Regions from separate parts of the Mus musculus genome. Here region 1 is linked to region 2. Evidence: chromatin contacts called from public promoter capture Hi-C data. All regions are on one chromosome and are shown on one strand. Each heading gives the region's core, a stretch centred on a gene start, on an enhancer-like site or on the middle of the called end of the contact. The rest is flanking DNA. Distances are from core to core; before and after follow the strand shown. Region 1 holds the start of Sec31b (Sec31 homolog B (S. cerevisiae)). Region 2 holds the start of Mms19 (MMS19 cytosolic iron-sulfur assembly component).

The links. Promoter capture Hi-C pulls out the DNA fragments that hold promoters and counts their contacts.
Region 1: a contact with region 2 is called in a promoter capture Hi-C map of liver, with 3 times the contacts expected there. The contact joins the promoter of Sec31b here to the promoter of Mms19 in region 2. A contact is called at or near these places in 3 of 39 promoter capture datasets (cranial neural crest and liver).

The regions. Positions count from the first base shown.
Region 1 is chr19:44,541,783-44,549,508 of GRCm38.p6, reverse strand. It overlaps Sec31b (Sec31 homolog B (S. cerevisiae)), which reads left to right and starts at 3,661. Exons shown (of 26, transcript NM_001033343.1): 1 at 3,661-3,721; 2 at 5,697-5,808; 3 at 6,120-6,243. The coding sequence starts at 5,730. It also overlaps a transcript of Ndufb8 not described here.
Region 2 is chr19:41,975,275-41,982,913 of GRCm38.p6, reverse strand. It overlaps Mms19 (MMS19 cytosolic iron-sulfur assembly component), which reads left to right and starts at 1,778. Exons shown (of 31, transcript NM_028152.3): 1 at 1,778-1,915. The coding sequence starts at 1,801. Ubtd1 (ubiquitin domain containing 1) reads right to left here and starts at 1,151. Exons shown (of 3, transcript NM_145500.3): 1 at 906-1,151. The coding sequence starts at 975. It also overlaps the pseudogene Gm23113.

The DNA.
Region 1 (7,726 bases), core at 2,412-4,911, 2.6 Mb before region 2:
TATTTATGAAATAAGGGATGCGTCCAAGCTCCAGTGACAGCCTTACAAGAAAGCTATTTTCTAAAGAGATCTATTTTCTAAAGTATATGTTGTCAACCACAAAGTATCTACAGGCATCATTGAAGAATATGCAAGGACATCATGGCCACTTTGCCTAAAGGGTACATGTGTCACTGAGAACTACTCCAACCCTGACCTCTAGTTGTCACCTTTGGAGGTAACAGTCTAAAGTTCTCAGATTTATAGTGTTTGCTCAGATGGCTTTAATCCCAGCATTAGGAAGGAGAAGCAGGAAACATCTCTGAGCTCTAACTCAGCTAGTGAGGTGCTGTCTCAAGAAGCTGGCTCCACTGGGGAAATAGGGCTTAGGGGTACTGGGTGCTCTCCCAGCACCCACATGATGGTTCACAACCATCTGTAACTCACTCCTCAGGACCTGACACCATCTTCTGATTTCCAGAGACACTGCATGTGGTGCTCAGACATTCAGGCAAACACTCATAAAATAAAAAAATTTAAAAGGTTGGTTGTGGTGGTACAAGCTTTTAATTCTAGCACCTGGTGGGTGGGACAGAGGCAGGTGGATCTCTACATAGTGAGTTTCAGACTGACCAAGGTAGAAAGACCCTGTCTCAAAAACAACAACAAAAACCCAAAAGGATTAAAAAGTATAGCAATCAGATTAAAACTTATAAGAAAGCAATAACAGTCACCAGGATGGCCGTGGAATAACGGACAAAGTAGCCACATTTGTAGTCTAAGCCATAAGGCTCGTTGAGTAGAAGTGACTGGTGCAACCACTAAAAAGTCTTGGCTATGGGGGCTTCCAGGCAATCCAAGCAGATATCTGTTAACCTTCAAGGAGGGTAAGAATTGGTGGAAGGAACCATGGTGGCTCATGCCTGAAACTCAACCGAATAAAAGAAATGGTGTAAGTATGGTTTCTGGATTTTGTAAAATTGTGTGTGTGAGATATCCAAAGAGGATGACCTGAGTACAGTGCCTGTCGAGTTTCCCGTGACCACTGACCGAATGTCAGCTCATCTGCAGTGGCAAGTGAGTCAACACACACTCTGTTTAGGGGGTTGCTTCTTGACAAGAGTCTTACTATGTAGCTTTGGCTGAGATTAAAAGTAGAGTGTTTTCTTAAGGTAACTTCATTTCCTTTGGAAACCTGACCCATAAGAAAAATGTGTTTCTCCTGCATCAGTACAAATAAACCCATCAGACTTAGTCACTATTTTATTGCTCCGAAGAAAGACCATGACCGTAACAACTCAGGAACAGTTCATTGGGGGTGTGCTTACAGTTTTAAAAGCTTGGTCCATTATCAGCATGGTGGCAAGCATTGTAGGCATGATGATGGAGATGTAGTTGAGAGCTGCATCCTGATCTGGGTTGTGAGTGGGTAGGGAGGACGGATGGATAAGAGTCTGACTGGGCCTGCCATGGGCTTTTGATCTTAAACCCCACCCCCATTGACATACATCCTCCAACACGAACATGCTTCCTTACCTTCTAACCCTTTCAAAGAGTCCCACTCCCTGGTGACCAAGCATTCAGGTATACGAGCCTTTGGGAGCCATTCTTATTCAGACCATCACATCATTCAACTTAGATATGGGCTCCATTAGTGGATTATCTGGGCAGTTAAAAAGTGCAAAATTAGGGAGTGGAACTGAAAACGTTACTTTTTGAAGAATTCTTAGATTTATTGCGGGCTGCTGAGATGGCTCAGTTGGTAAAGATATGTGGTGAACACCTGATATCAATCTTTAGGCCCTACATGGTTGGAGGAGAAAATCCATTACTTCAAGGTGTCCTCTGACCTTTGCACATGTGCTATATATAGTGTGTGTGCATCCACACTTGCACACAGAATAAATGTCATTTTAAGAAGTTTTTTTTACAAAGATATACTCTTTAATCATCTCATTCTTAAATATTTATTTATTTATATGAATGTATATGGCTGTGTGCCACCAGGAAATGATGTTGGATATTCTGGGACTGGAGTTAGGCAGTTAGAAGCTGCAATGTGGGTGCTGGGACTTGAACCTTAGGACTTTAGTGCGATTTCTTTTGTGATGCTCCATCAGTGTGGTTGGTACTTCTGCTTTATTCCCTAATTTGGGAGTACTTTCCAAGGTTCAGCTGTGTGTGTGTGTGTGTGTGTGTGTGTGTGTGTGAGAGAGAGAGAGAGAGAGAGAGAGAGAGGAAGAGAGAGAATCTCCTGTAGCCCTGGGTGCCCTTGAACTTGCTGGGTAGCTTGGGTACCTGAAGATGACCTTGAACTTTTGACCCTCCACCCTGAAGCCACCACGACTACTGGTTTCTCTAGTGCTGGGAAATAAAACCAGGGTTTCAAGCCTTAGGGCAAGCAAGCACTCTCAGCCAATCCACACCTCTAGTTCCTAAGGCTCAGACCTTGTTCACTCCCCAACTCCACCCCCATCACCGGCTCACCTGTGATAGGACACTTAAAAAAAAAAAAAAGTTAAATGTTTAGTTGTAGCAAGAATGGTCCTGGCACAGATGGTGCCACACATGGGTGTCTATCTGGTTTCAGAACTGCCCATCAGATAATGGGCACCCCAGTTTCAGAGGTGACCCGGGTAGAACTCACCATGCATCAAGTGGCACTTTTGAACCAACTTGGGCATCTTCACCTGCCACAATTACCTCCACAGTTATCTCAACTTGAAAAGCATCTGTGATATCTTCACATTCTCTTTTCCTCTGCCTCAAGGTTTTAACTCTGTTATCAGCGACACCGGGTCTCCCTTGCTCTTGGGCCCCGGCTGTCTTGAATCCTTTCCTTTCTCAGTCAGGAGAGCCAGGGCAGCTCTCCTTCAGTCACCAGTATTAATCCTGACTTTCTTCACCGGTCCCTGGGCTGCTCTATTCCTCTTGTAATTGGGTCCCTGCCTTCCTCTCTTTTTTCTCCAAAGGGATCCATACTGCCAGATACAAAATACAATTGCCACTAGTGCCTCTGACCCAATAATTTTCAGTAATTCCCTGTTAACCGCAGAATTAATTGGTATTCCACAATTTATCTATCAGTACTTGTTCTTGATCAGTCTCTTTGACTTACTGTATGGGAAATGCCAGCATGCCCATTAGCTGCTTTGGCCCCCCTTTTTGCTGAAATATCACCTAGTGTTCTTTCAGCTCCAAGGAGTAATGCCCATGTCATGTGCCTGAAATCTTCCATGAAGTGCCTGGTTCACAGTTGTCTCTTTTTCCACACACAGCCGTTAATCAGTTTGTGGACACCCTCTACTAGTAGGCTCCAGTGTGCACCACTACTATTTACAACCTCGATTGCTTTTTAGCTAAATAGATCACACTGAGAGCTCATGGGCTTCCCTCACTTTAATAACTACATAATAAATTGAATTAGTGTTTTCCCTTTCTATACACAGGAGCCTGACTCAAATAGAATAGACTAGCATGTACTGGTGTGGGGGCTAGAACTGTGCAATCCCAGGGCAAGTGAGGCAGGCCCTGCTGGGAAACCTCTGCGCTATCGCTCTCGGTGCAGATTAGTGTTGAGGAGCTCAGCTAGGCGAGCAGAGGGAGTGGGTCGCCAGCTGTGGCCAGGGCAAATTGACTTTTGGCCCTCGGCAGCCGCCGTCCGCAGCGCGGTGCGCCCTTGGTTGGGACAGGACCGGCCCAGGCGGTCGCCTGTGACCCCTGACCTGGGCGCTCGGAACAGGTGGGTTTCCCCTGCGGGTCTGGGGTCCCGGAGCACCGCTCCTCCCACGGGAGGACGCCGGGGAGCTCGCCTTGACCACACCCGGGCTGCCACGCCTCTGGAGCACCAGTACGAATCCCCCCAGCTGGACCCGGTCCCGCTCCCCTTGCCACACAGTGTCCCCAACCCCGCCGAGGTCCAGCAGCGCTGCGCGCGCCTCCGACTGCCCCCCAAGCCTTGACTTGACCGGGCCCTCAGCCTGCACACTGTCGCGGTGCCCTGGCCAGTGGTAACTGACCGTCAAGCGCCTTGTATGGCAGTCAGCAGGCGAGAAGCCGTGTTGACCTTCTCCCTAAGGACTGGACTGCCAAGGGTCGTCCTCCCTGATAGTGGTTCCCCGACCCTATCAGCCCGCCACTGCTCTGGCTGTTCTGATCCTAACGAGGGTTTTTCTTATAAAATGATGCCTCAGAGCAAAGTGGATGAAAAGAGCATTTCTCAGCCGGGCGTGGTGGCGCACGCCTTTAATCCCAGCACTCGGGAGGCAGAAGCAGACGGATTTCTGAGTTCGAGGCCAGCCTGGTCTACAAAGTGAGTTCCAGGACAGCCAGGGCTATAAAGAGAAACCCTGTCTCGAAAAAAACCAAAAAAAAAAAAAAAAAAAAAAAGCATTTCTCCCGTCCTTCTGTCAATGGTTTAAGCACGTCATGAAAGCTTTGCTTAAATTAATATAATGGTTAAAAGCACGGGGTTTACATTGCGGCTTAGCCGGCTGTTTTCTATGTAAAACAAAGTAACAATTTATAGAAATTTCTAGTTGTGCCTGGCAAATGCGCTGTTGCTGGTCGCTGCGCTTCTGTACAGGATGGTTCTGACCAGCAGGTGGCACTGGTGACGAAATAGTGTAGTTCGCTGGTCACTGATAAAGCGGAGCTTCAGGAGTTTAGAAGCTCCCAGAAACAAGCTTAACTGACAGCCCCAAGCTTTTTTCAAGCTGGAAAGTACAATAGAGATTAAGTACTATTATCGCCTGCTTTTATAGGTGAGGCTGACCTGACTGGGTTGCTCAAGCAGGTCACAAATAGTTCTAAGTGTCCTTCTTTACCTTTCAGCCCTTTCGCTGGCCCGTGAGGATGAGACCTTGAGTATACATTAGAAGTGGAAATCACAGAGTTAAAATGAATGCGGTGTGGGGGCTTCACACTTGCCAAGTAGAGACAGGACGATCATTCTCAGTTACCTAGCAAGTTTGAGGCCAGTCTGGGCTACGGGAGACCATGCGCCCCCTCCCGCAAAAGGAAAGGGTCTGAAAAGATGGCTCTGTTGGTAAGAGCACCCGCTGGGTTCCCGGGGCGCTCACATTGTAGCTCACAGCCATCTGTAGCTCCAGTTCCAGGGGCTCCAACACTCTCTTCTGGCCTCTGAAGGCATTAGGTACCCGTGTGGTACACAGACATACATGCAGGCAACACACACACATATCTATGAATGTTATAATTTTAAATATATTAAGATAAGTTCTTACTTTGTATGTAGTCCACGCCAGGCTTGCCTGAACTTATGATTCTAATGCCTCAGCCTCTTGAATGCTTGGATCATAGATGTACATTATAGCTAGAAATATTTAATTATCCATTTCCCTTGGGAATTGGTACTCAGAGGACAGATGTGTGTCAATGACATAAATACAGGGTTCCCTGGCACAGATACAATATTTAAAACCAAGGGAATCAGGCAACGTCACTGAGAAATTACCTAGTTTGATGGTTATTGTCGGTAGAACTGTAGTAACCAATGTTGATTAAAGACCTTGGGAGTTTAGATAATCAGTTTTAGCCATTGGGTAAGCGAACTGTCAGATGAGCTTGTTTTTCTCATTCTGTTTTTTGCTGGACTACTTCATCTTGTAGAGAAGAGAGACCATCTCTGTGTCCACAGACGCTCCCTGGATCACTGGCCCTAAGATTTTTTTTTTAATTATTATTTCTATTTTTAGTGGGCCAAAGGTCATATATGTTTCCCGGAAACCATGAAGTTGAAAGAACTTGAGAAGCCAGCTGTCCAAGCGTGGAGCCCGGCCAGGCAGTACCCTGTGTATCTGGCCACAGGTACGATGACACGACAGACCAGGAGCTACTAGAAGTCAGCCATCAAAGGAAAACTCAGTATCTAGAATTCCTTAATGACCATGAGAGACAGCTGTAGGATTATGTCAGGTTGGGTACCTGGTAACAGCCTTGGACTAGGGCCTGAGGGCGGCACCTCATGCTTTCCTTGCGGTTACCTCTAGAGAAAAGGATGCTCCTATCTCTCTTCTGTTCTGTTTCCTCCCCGCTCCCTAACCTATTAGTACCCAGTATTTTCCCATGCATACATTGTTGCTCATTTGCTGCCTCTTCTTTCCTTTCCATGTGACTAGGAACATCTGCTCAGCAACTAGATGCCTCCTTTAGCACAAATGCCACCCTGGAAATATTTGAGATTGATTTCAGGGACCCTTCTCTGGACTTGAAACACAAAGGAATTCTTTCTGTCTCCAGCAGGTACTATGTTGGGTCTATGAGTGGGTATTCAGGTCAGACCCTGATGGATATACTGATAGAGGGTCCTAGGGGTGGTGTGTGCAATTCAGGGATCATGGGGGTGAGAAGTATGGGGAACAGGAGTTATGTTTCAGAGGAGGTCGTGCTGGTCAAAGGGACTTGAGAACTAACCACTTTCACCTTACTAGGCAGTGGCAGCAGCAGCAGCAGTATCAGGCAGCGTGCAGGTGATAGAGCTATCTTGCACAAGCCAGGACTACCTGTATCAGGTCTCCTTTTGAACCCATGGACATTGATTCCTCCCTCCCTTGGCTTTTGTTAGGACAGCAAGCTTACACAATACCACACTCTTCTGCCAACAAGGAGGATGACGAACGATCTCTCCTCATGGCTCTTGGGTGTTGATTGGGTGTCGCAGGTTTCGTGGCTCTTGCGAGCTGGATGCTCTGCTCGTAGGTTTCTTGGCTGTCTTGTGCAAGAGCAATGAAAAGAGGATCATTGATCCTCTCCTTTATAATGGCAGAAATGGCTGCAAGAAATCCTTGAGGAGCTTGGTAGGAGAGCACTATCACTGGGACCCTTCAGATTCTACTCAGTCCTCAGAATAAGCCTGAATTAGACATGCCACTACTTCCATTTTACATGGGCGATGGAAGCCTTAAGAAGGTGGACTTGGAATGGAAGCATGTTCCCATCTGAGTGCCAAGTCTTCTTCCTAGTATGTCACAGCTTTTGTCTTTAGACAAAGTCTTGCTAAGGCTGGCTTTGAACTCACTGTCCTCCCAACTCATCCTCCTGAGAAGCTGGTATAGATATGTCTCGCTGTACCTGGCTCTATTCCTTTTTAAGGGCTTTGTGGAAAATGGCATGTATAGCCTGACACAATAGTCAGCAGGTTTTTGTACTGTCAGGAAAAAAAGTGTAAATATTCACTATAGTCCACTTCATATTTAATAAGTAGTATACACGTTACCACACTACTGATCTTATATAGATATCAGGTATCTATATAAAATATGTAAGTATTTTTCTTATAGCTCAGGACATTTTCTTGACCGCTTTAACCTAGAGATTTTTGGTCTCTATTGCAGCCTTCCATCTGATAATTGGTAGGCCCCTATTCTATCTTCCCTTCTGCCAGTCATCTTATGCATTGCTGTCATGGAAAGCACAGTTGTGTTGGGTTGTAGCCTAGCTGTGATGCTAATTAAGCTGTGTGCTTTGGAGTGAGTTACGTTGGTTGCCTTGTATTTTCTCACTTACTTTTGAAGAAGAAGAAGAGATCATACAAGATAATTTCTTTTTCTTTTTCTTTTTTTAAAAGATTTATTTATTTATTATATGTGAGTACACTGTAGCTATCTTCAGACACTCCGGAAGAGGGCATTAGATCTTGTTACGAATGGTTGTGAGCCACCATGTGGTTGCTGGGATTTGAACTCAGGACCTTCGGAAGAGTAGTCAGCGCTCTTAACCGCTGAGC
Region 2 (7,639 bases), core at 529-3,028:
GGAAGCTGCCCAACCTCTCTGGATCTGTGTTTTTACATAAAAGAGAGGTAGATCTGGAAATTCAGTCCAGTGTTGAAGGTCTTTTTGCGCGCCACAGTTTATCATTTGCATAAGTTCTTTGCAACACCCCCAGAGAAGAGAGTACAAGACAGGGAAATGACCCTCAAACGAAGCGCCAGGACAGGGCTGGTGTACCAAGAAAGTGAGACCGCGCTACTGGAGCTTCGAAGATTGCCAGAGAGCAGATCCCATTCTCATGGCTGAGAGGGATCCCATTCCAAGAGCTGAGAACGCTCCTAACAAACACGAAGGCGACGCTCACCCCGCACCCCACCTTTCCTAGACTCCCAGACAGCCACCGAGGCTCCAAAAAGCCGTGTGGAGAGGTGGGAGGAAATAAAGATTTCTATTTTCCATGGTCCTGCACTGCTTTTTACAAGTCGGATTCCCGCAGACAACGACCTGCAGCCCGATAATGACACAGTGACTCGCTGGAATGAGCGACTGTGTTCGCCTCGATCGCTCCGACTTCTGGGGACGCAGGCTGCCCACGCCGCGCCCCGGCCGGCCGCCGGCCGACCCTGGCCGGGGCTGCCAGATCCGCGGCGCACTCGCTTGGCCCCCTCCGCCAGCCTCGTCGCGGTCTGGAAACATTTCCTGCCCCCGCCCCCATCCCCAGCTTCCCGGTGGGAGCGAGTTGGCCTCCCGGCCGGGTCAGCGCTCGCAGTTACCCCAACTCGCTTCCCAGACAGCCCGCGCCGGGGAGGGCCCCGTCTGGCTCCGAGAAGCCGTGGGGGAACCCAAGCGCCCGGCGCCGAGCGAGGTCGCTCGGGAACCCCAAGGTTCGGGCAAGGCAAGGGCCAACTGGCAGCGCGCCGGGACCCCGCTGCCTTTCCTGGCGTTACCTGCTCGCTTGCGGGGGTGTCCCGGAGCAGCCGGCCTCTCCCGGCGCTGTCTCCCCACGCAGTTGCCCATGCTGGCTTCTCAGCCGGTCCCCCATGCACCAGAGGCGGCGGTCGGCCGGCTGCTCCACGCTGCTGCCCCGAACCGCGGCGTCCCCGGGTCAACGACTCCCGCAGCCCGACATCGAGAGCTCCTGGATCTCCCCTGGGGAGCGCTCTGCCCGACGCCGGCTTCGCCACAAACTTTGCGGGCCAGCGGAGAGGGAGGTGGCCAGGCCAGGGGGGCCCGCGACAGTGCCCGGCCAGAGACCAGCCCGGCTGGAGGGGCGGAGGGAGGGGGCGGACACCGCCGCAGCTACTCCAGGATCACTCCGAGCTCCCAGCTGGGGCCGGCCCCCCGGAGCCTGTCACTCACCTGCCTAACCCCGCCCCGGCCCGGCCCCGCTCCCTTCCTCCCGCTTGGGGTGGCCGCGCCACGGTCGCCAGCCGCCCCAGGTGCGCATGTGACCGACGGCACCGCCCCTCGGGCCGGGTCTGGTTTTCTCATTGGCTTTTCCCAGGATGCGTACCGCCCCTCGGCCCCACCCAGCCAGGTGCCCGCCCTGTCGCCCGTCTCCCGGGGAGAGCGGCCGGGAATTATGCGCCCTCAACCGCCCCGGCTGCGTGCCCGGCAGTCACTTCCCCTCCCGGAGCCGCGCCCCGGCCCAGGCCCCGCCCTCTGGGGAGGGGCCGTTAGGTCCCTGAAGGGACTGCCTGGCCCAGAGCCGGCAGGCACGTGACCTGGAGGTGCCCCGCCCCTGAAGTCTGCGCCCAACTATTGGCCATGGAGGCGCGTGCGCGGAGAGACACATCTCGTAGCCACACCCACTTCCCCCTCCCACAATCTCTGGCTAGCGTCATGGCTGCCGCCACCGGTCTGGAGGAGGCAGTGGCGCCTATGGGCGCCCTGTGTGGCCTCGTGCAAGACTTCGTCATGGGTCAACAGGAGGGGCCCGCTGACCAGGTGGCTGCAGGTATGGCAAACAACGCCGCGAGGCTTCTGCAGGGGCCGGACCGCAGGGAGCGGCCTCAGCACCCGCGCGCGGCGGGAAGGGAGTGAAGGGAGAGGTGATTGTGATTGGTCCTCTGGCCGCTCTGCCCCCGCTGGGAGCGCTACTGCCCTAACAAGTTGGAGAGTCGCTTGCATCTTCCTTAAAGCTTTCTTTACATTCCGCATCTCGCTGTGGTCCATAGAGAATCATTACATTTCTCCGAGAGTAATAGACTTGTGCAAGGCACAGACGAGTCCGGAAGTGGAGCTGGGACTTGGACTCGGGTGTTCTGGTCCAAACCTGGTGCTTGCACCGCAGGACCGCGTTGTTTGCGGAGTGTTAGGTGAGAAGGTCTGGGTTCCAAGGGTTACGCTCCGGCCTCTTGCCTTCCTGGAAGTAGCGTGCGCTCCAGCTGTTTGAGTGGTTGTAATTGGATGGAGGAGGGGAGGAGCCAGTCTGGCTCTAGGTCGGTGGGCGTGTAGATGACTAGTGTCTTTAAAGATTCACTTATGTGTCTTAGTAGGCTTTAAAAAAAAGAATATATATATATATATAGTATGTGAGTACGCTGTCAGACACACCAGGAGAGGACATCGGATCCCATTATAGATGATTGTGAGCCATCATATGGTTGCTGGGAATTAAACTCAGGACCTCTTCAAGAGCAGTCTGTCCTCTTAATTGTTGAGCTATCTCTCCAGCCCCAAATAGGCTTTTTGATAAATTAGATTTATAACTTTTTAATGTCCCATTTTTTTATCCTTCTTCCCAGAGTTCCAATTTCAGGAATCTCTCAGTTCCGAGTTTATCCAGGATTTGAACAAATCCAGGGTGCCTCTTTAGAATTCTTTCTGAATGTTGAATGTTAGGCCTTCAGTGTCGGGTTTAAGAAATAGAATAAAAAATGGATATAGATGCGGGTTTTTAAAAATTATGTTTGGAAGTTTATGGGTGAAGAAGTTTCTTTAGCAAATTGAACAGATTAATTTTTAGAATATGTGAGAAATGAACTGCTAGAAATATATGTTGGTCCTTAGCAATAGTCCACATTCTCTGCCATTCTATTATTTCTGAGCACGTATTTTTTACCCAGCATGAAAAGAATTGAGGACAGAAATACAAATAAGATACTATCTATGGCCATCAAACTATTATAATTAGTGAGAGAAAGAACTGTGTTGTAAGAGGTAAATATATGGTTCCAGAGCATCAAGGGGCAAAAATGCCTGCTATTGGCTGGGCTTGGTAGTGCATTCCTTTAGTTCCAGGATTTGGCAGGGGGGTGGCAAGTTTGCTAGTGAGTTCTAGGCCAGCCTCAGCTACAGTGTGAGCCCCAATCTCAGAAAGAAAATAAAGCCCCTGGTACTTGCACTTAAGCTTATAACATTTTACAACTTAATCAAGTATAGTCTGTTATGGGTTATTATCAATGCCATTTCCCCCCAGATTTTACTATGGAGATTTCACAGCATTTAACAAAATCTAAAGAATTTTAATTTTTAGTTATTTATCTGTTTGTGTATTGTCTTTTGAGACAGGCTCTCTCTGTGTTGCCCTGGCTATCCTGAAACTCTGTAGACCAGGCTGGTCTTGGACTCAAAGATCTAAATCCCCCTCCCAAATGCTGGGATGACGGGCATGCACTACCCCTGCCCAACTTAAATTTTTTTTTAAAGATCATAGACTCACTACTTAGAGCCTATCACTAACATTTTTTTCTTTAATTTGAATTGTCACAAACCTACCCATTTAAACTGCAGAGATCAATACATTAATCTCTAACTTCTTTATCGAGCTCCTCATTGACTAGTGTTTGCTTTTGGTTTGTTTGGGGGGTAAACTTTAGATCCGGTGAACTATATATCAGGACCGTTGTTTTCACAGAAGCTTAGATATACTTAAACCCACCCCCATACCAAGATAGATGTTACTATATTAATGTTATCTGTAATTGTTCTTCCACATTTGTGCACTCTGGGAATAATAATTTTGGATTTTATGGATGCATAACACATCTTTAAAAGACAGCTTAAATAACTGCCTTCTTATTTTTTCATAAAATACCTTTTTTTGTTATGTCAAAAAAGGGAGCCTGAACTATCATCTTGTTTTAGTGTTTCTATTGCTATGACTAAACTCCATGACCAGAAAGCAAGTTGGGGAGGAAAGGGTTTATTTGGCTTGTACTCGGAGATCACAGTCAATCATTGGAGGAATTCAGGACAGGAACTCAAACCTGGAAGCAAGAGCTGATGCAGAGGCCATGGAGGGTGCTGCTTACTGGTTTGTTCCCTGTGGCTTGCTCAGCCTGCTTTCTTACGGGAGCCAGGACCACTAGCTCAGGGATGGTACCACCCAGAATGGGATGGGTCCTCCCTCATTGATCACTAATTGAGAAAATGCTTTACAGCTGGATCTCATGGAGGCATTTCCTCAACGGATGCTCCTTCCTCAGTGATGACTCTAGCTTGTGTCAGGTTGACACAAAACTAGCCAGTGCATGTATGGTTTAAAATCTACTCTGTAGTACCTGTGTAAGTGAACCCTATTGTAATTTATTCCTCTTAACAAAAGGAAGGTTGGTACAAAGGAATAGTAGCCAGTAAGGTTGAATGGGTTGATGGAGCCGGATTATATATAACCCTGAACTCCAGCGGTAAGGTCTGAATGGCTTGTTTTAGGTAATGGGTGTTCAGCCCTTTAAGCAAGGGTTGTAGAATGAAAGGAAATTTAGGAAGGATTAAATTAGTATTCTTAGTCTTAACTGATCATAGTCTTCGTTGTTAGACTATGATAAGCGGACAGTTTTGAACTATCCCCAGAGCACTTTCTCCAGCCTGAGTCAGTCAGTCTGTGCAGTACTGAACCCATACATCAGCCTTGGAAGCAGCAGCTCACTTACAAGTTACAAATGCAGAAGGAATCCTTTGTGATCACAAGGGAACTGCCATCTTTGTTTGGCACCTGGTGGTTCCTGGTGGAAATAGTTGTCAGCTCCCACGAACATGCAAGTACTAGGAAGGAAATGAGTTGGAAGCCGAGGAATGAAGGCCTCTCAGGCAGCCTCTCATTGATAGCCAGTACTTGTCCCAGCCTTTATTCTCACCACTAGCCTCTTGGACCTTTAGTTCTAGGCACCAGCCTTTGTTCTCCGTTTCCCAAGCGCTGTCCTTCCTGTTCCCTCCACCAGCTTTATCTAAATCCAAAGCTAGACCGTATGGTCAAGGCCCAGCTAGTGCTGTTCCCCCAGTATTTCCTTATTTCCTGGTCTAGACAACATCTCCAACCCCAATAGATTTCCCACCCGCTCATGAACTCACGAGCAGATTTGTTTCACAGGTATGTCTATGAGTACCCACATCTGACCTACCCTACCATTTCTACCAAGAGTCCCCTGGAACTAGCCTGAGTGCACACACCACAAAACTCTTCAGGGCCAACAAGGTGGCTCAGTGAGGTGGCTCAGTGAGTAAAAATTGCTTGATATCCTGAGTTCAGTCCTCTGGATACACGTGATGGGAAGAAAACAGTTTCTCTGAAATTGTTCTCTGACCTCCACATACACAAAATGTAAAAAGGAAAGTTTGTATGACAAGAATTAAGGAAGCAAGTAGAATCTGTGGAATTTGAGGCCCAGTTAGCTCTAAGGCTTGAAGGAAATAAAAAAGCCTACCCTAGATGCACCCAGCATTTTGAGCCTGGGGCCAGGGAAAAGAAGTAACTTAATCAAAAACAGAAGCACCGGTCTACTTTCCCACCCCCATCACTAGGGTTTCCCTTTAGTTCAGCGTTCATTCTATTTTGCCATGGTTTTGATTGCCCAAAGAAACCACTATTACTGAAATAAAATTATTAAGGAGTAAAGAGTAACTGTAGAGAAACGACTGTGGCATCATCAGGAAGGTTTTTATTGTTTTGTTTTGATTTTGAGATGGGGCCTCTTGTAAGCAGACTGGCTGAAAACTGCTTGTATTAACTGCGGATGAGCTTGCACTTATATGATCCAAGGGCCAGGATTACAGGCTTGCGCCATACAGTGCTGGAAACCTACCTCAGAGCCTCTGACAGGCGCTTGCCCAACCGAGCTACATCCTCATCCCCAGAAATGGCCTTTTTAAGAGCCTGCCTAGAACCTATTCCTGGGGGATTTCCCTCCATTCTGCTCATGCGCTTCTACCCACAGCACCCCAGCCCTGGTCCCCCCTTCCTTGGGCTACCACTCCAGATTCTCAAGAGGCTGCAGTTCCATCAGACAGAGACCTAATTGTTCCTTCTGTGTTGATGGCCACATAAATCCTGCTTTTGACCCTTCTCCATACTCCACATGAACTCGCCCGGCTGAGGAAAGCATACAAAGTTAGGAAAGCTAGCAAGGCCATTGTTATACAGAAAATCCTGCACACATTGTAAAAACTTAGGCGTCCTATAAAGGGAAAGGAACTTATATTTTTCCTTTGTGCCAGTAAAACTACCCTTGGGGGAAAATAATTCGTTATTTTAACTATTATAGGTTCTCTTACCCCAGAAGTACAAAGTACAAAAAATAATTGATAGTATTTCTGTGTATTTTGGCTATTTTCATTTGAGAAAATTACTATGACTTAAAATTAGTAGCCCAGGCCCACAGGTGGCTCATTCACATCTATAATCCTGTCTTTCAGGAAACTTTACCAGGAAGAGTTATAAAGGCCAGCCTGGGATAAATAGTTGTAGATCAGCTTGGCCTGGGCTATAGGATGGATGGAGACCCTGCTTTCAAGAACAAAATAAACTTAGTAACCCATATCCATGACCCAGAACATGAACACCTTCTGTTACCTTTTTTTATATTACTGTGGGGAGACTGAATGGTGGACACTTTGTTTAAAAATGCCTTCCTGCCCCAGTAGACAGTGGGTTTTCTTATATTTTTGGTTATGAGCCTAGCCTTTAACAGCTGAGCCATCTCTCCAGCCTGACAGTGGTTTGGTTTTTTTTTTTTTGTTTTGTTTTGTTTTTTTTTTTGGTTTTTCTTTTTTTGGTTTTTCAAGACAGGGTTTCTCTGTATAGCTCTGGCTGTCCTGGGACTCACTCTGTAGACCAGGCTGGCCTCTAACTCAGAAATCCTCCTGCCTCTGCCTCCTGATTGCTGGTACTAAAGGCGTGCGCCACCACGCCTGGCAACAGTGGGTTTTCTTAAGCACTCCCTGTCTAGCTGGGTGTGGAAGCACACTCCCTTTAAGCCCAGTCCTCGAAAGGCAGAGGGAGGCAGATCTCTGTGAGTTCAGGGCTGGCCTGGGCTACACAGTAAGACCCTCTCAATTTCTGCCTTAAACCCTACACAGTGTTTGCTTTATAAAAGACAACAGTATTGAAGGAAAACAACCTTTTAAGATGTAAGGAAGACCAAGGAGGAAGAGAATGATTCTGCTTGGGGGTACTTAAGGCATCATAGGTATTGACACTTGAGTGCGTAAGTTCTTCAGACCAGGAATGGAAAGGAGCATTTCAAACTGAAAGACAAGGACTTCCCATTTCACGTGACTGAGTGAGAAGACTCCTGGGAAAGTGACTAGAGAGCTCCGGAGCCACCTTGTAAAGGACTTTGGGGCAATAAGGAGAAAATGAGGATGGTAAACAAATAGTTGTGTTTCAGATAGATAATTCTACATAAAGTACCAGCAGAATGGAAGACTTTTAACCTTTTTTAAACTTTAAACCTTGGAA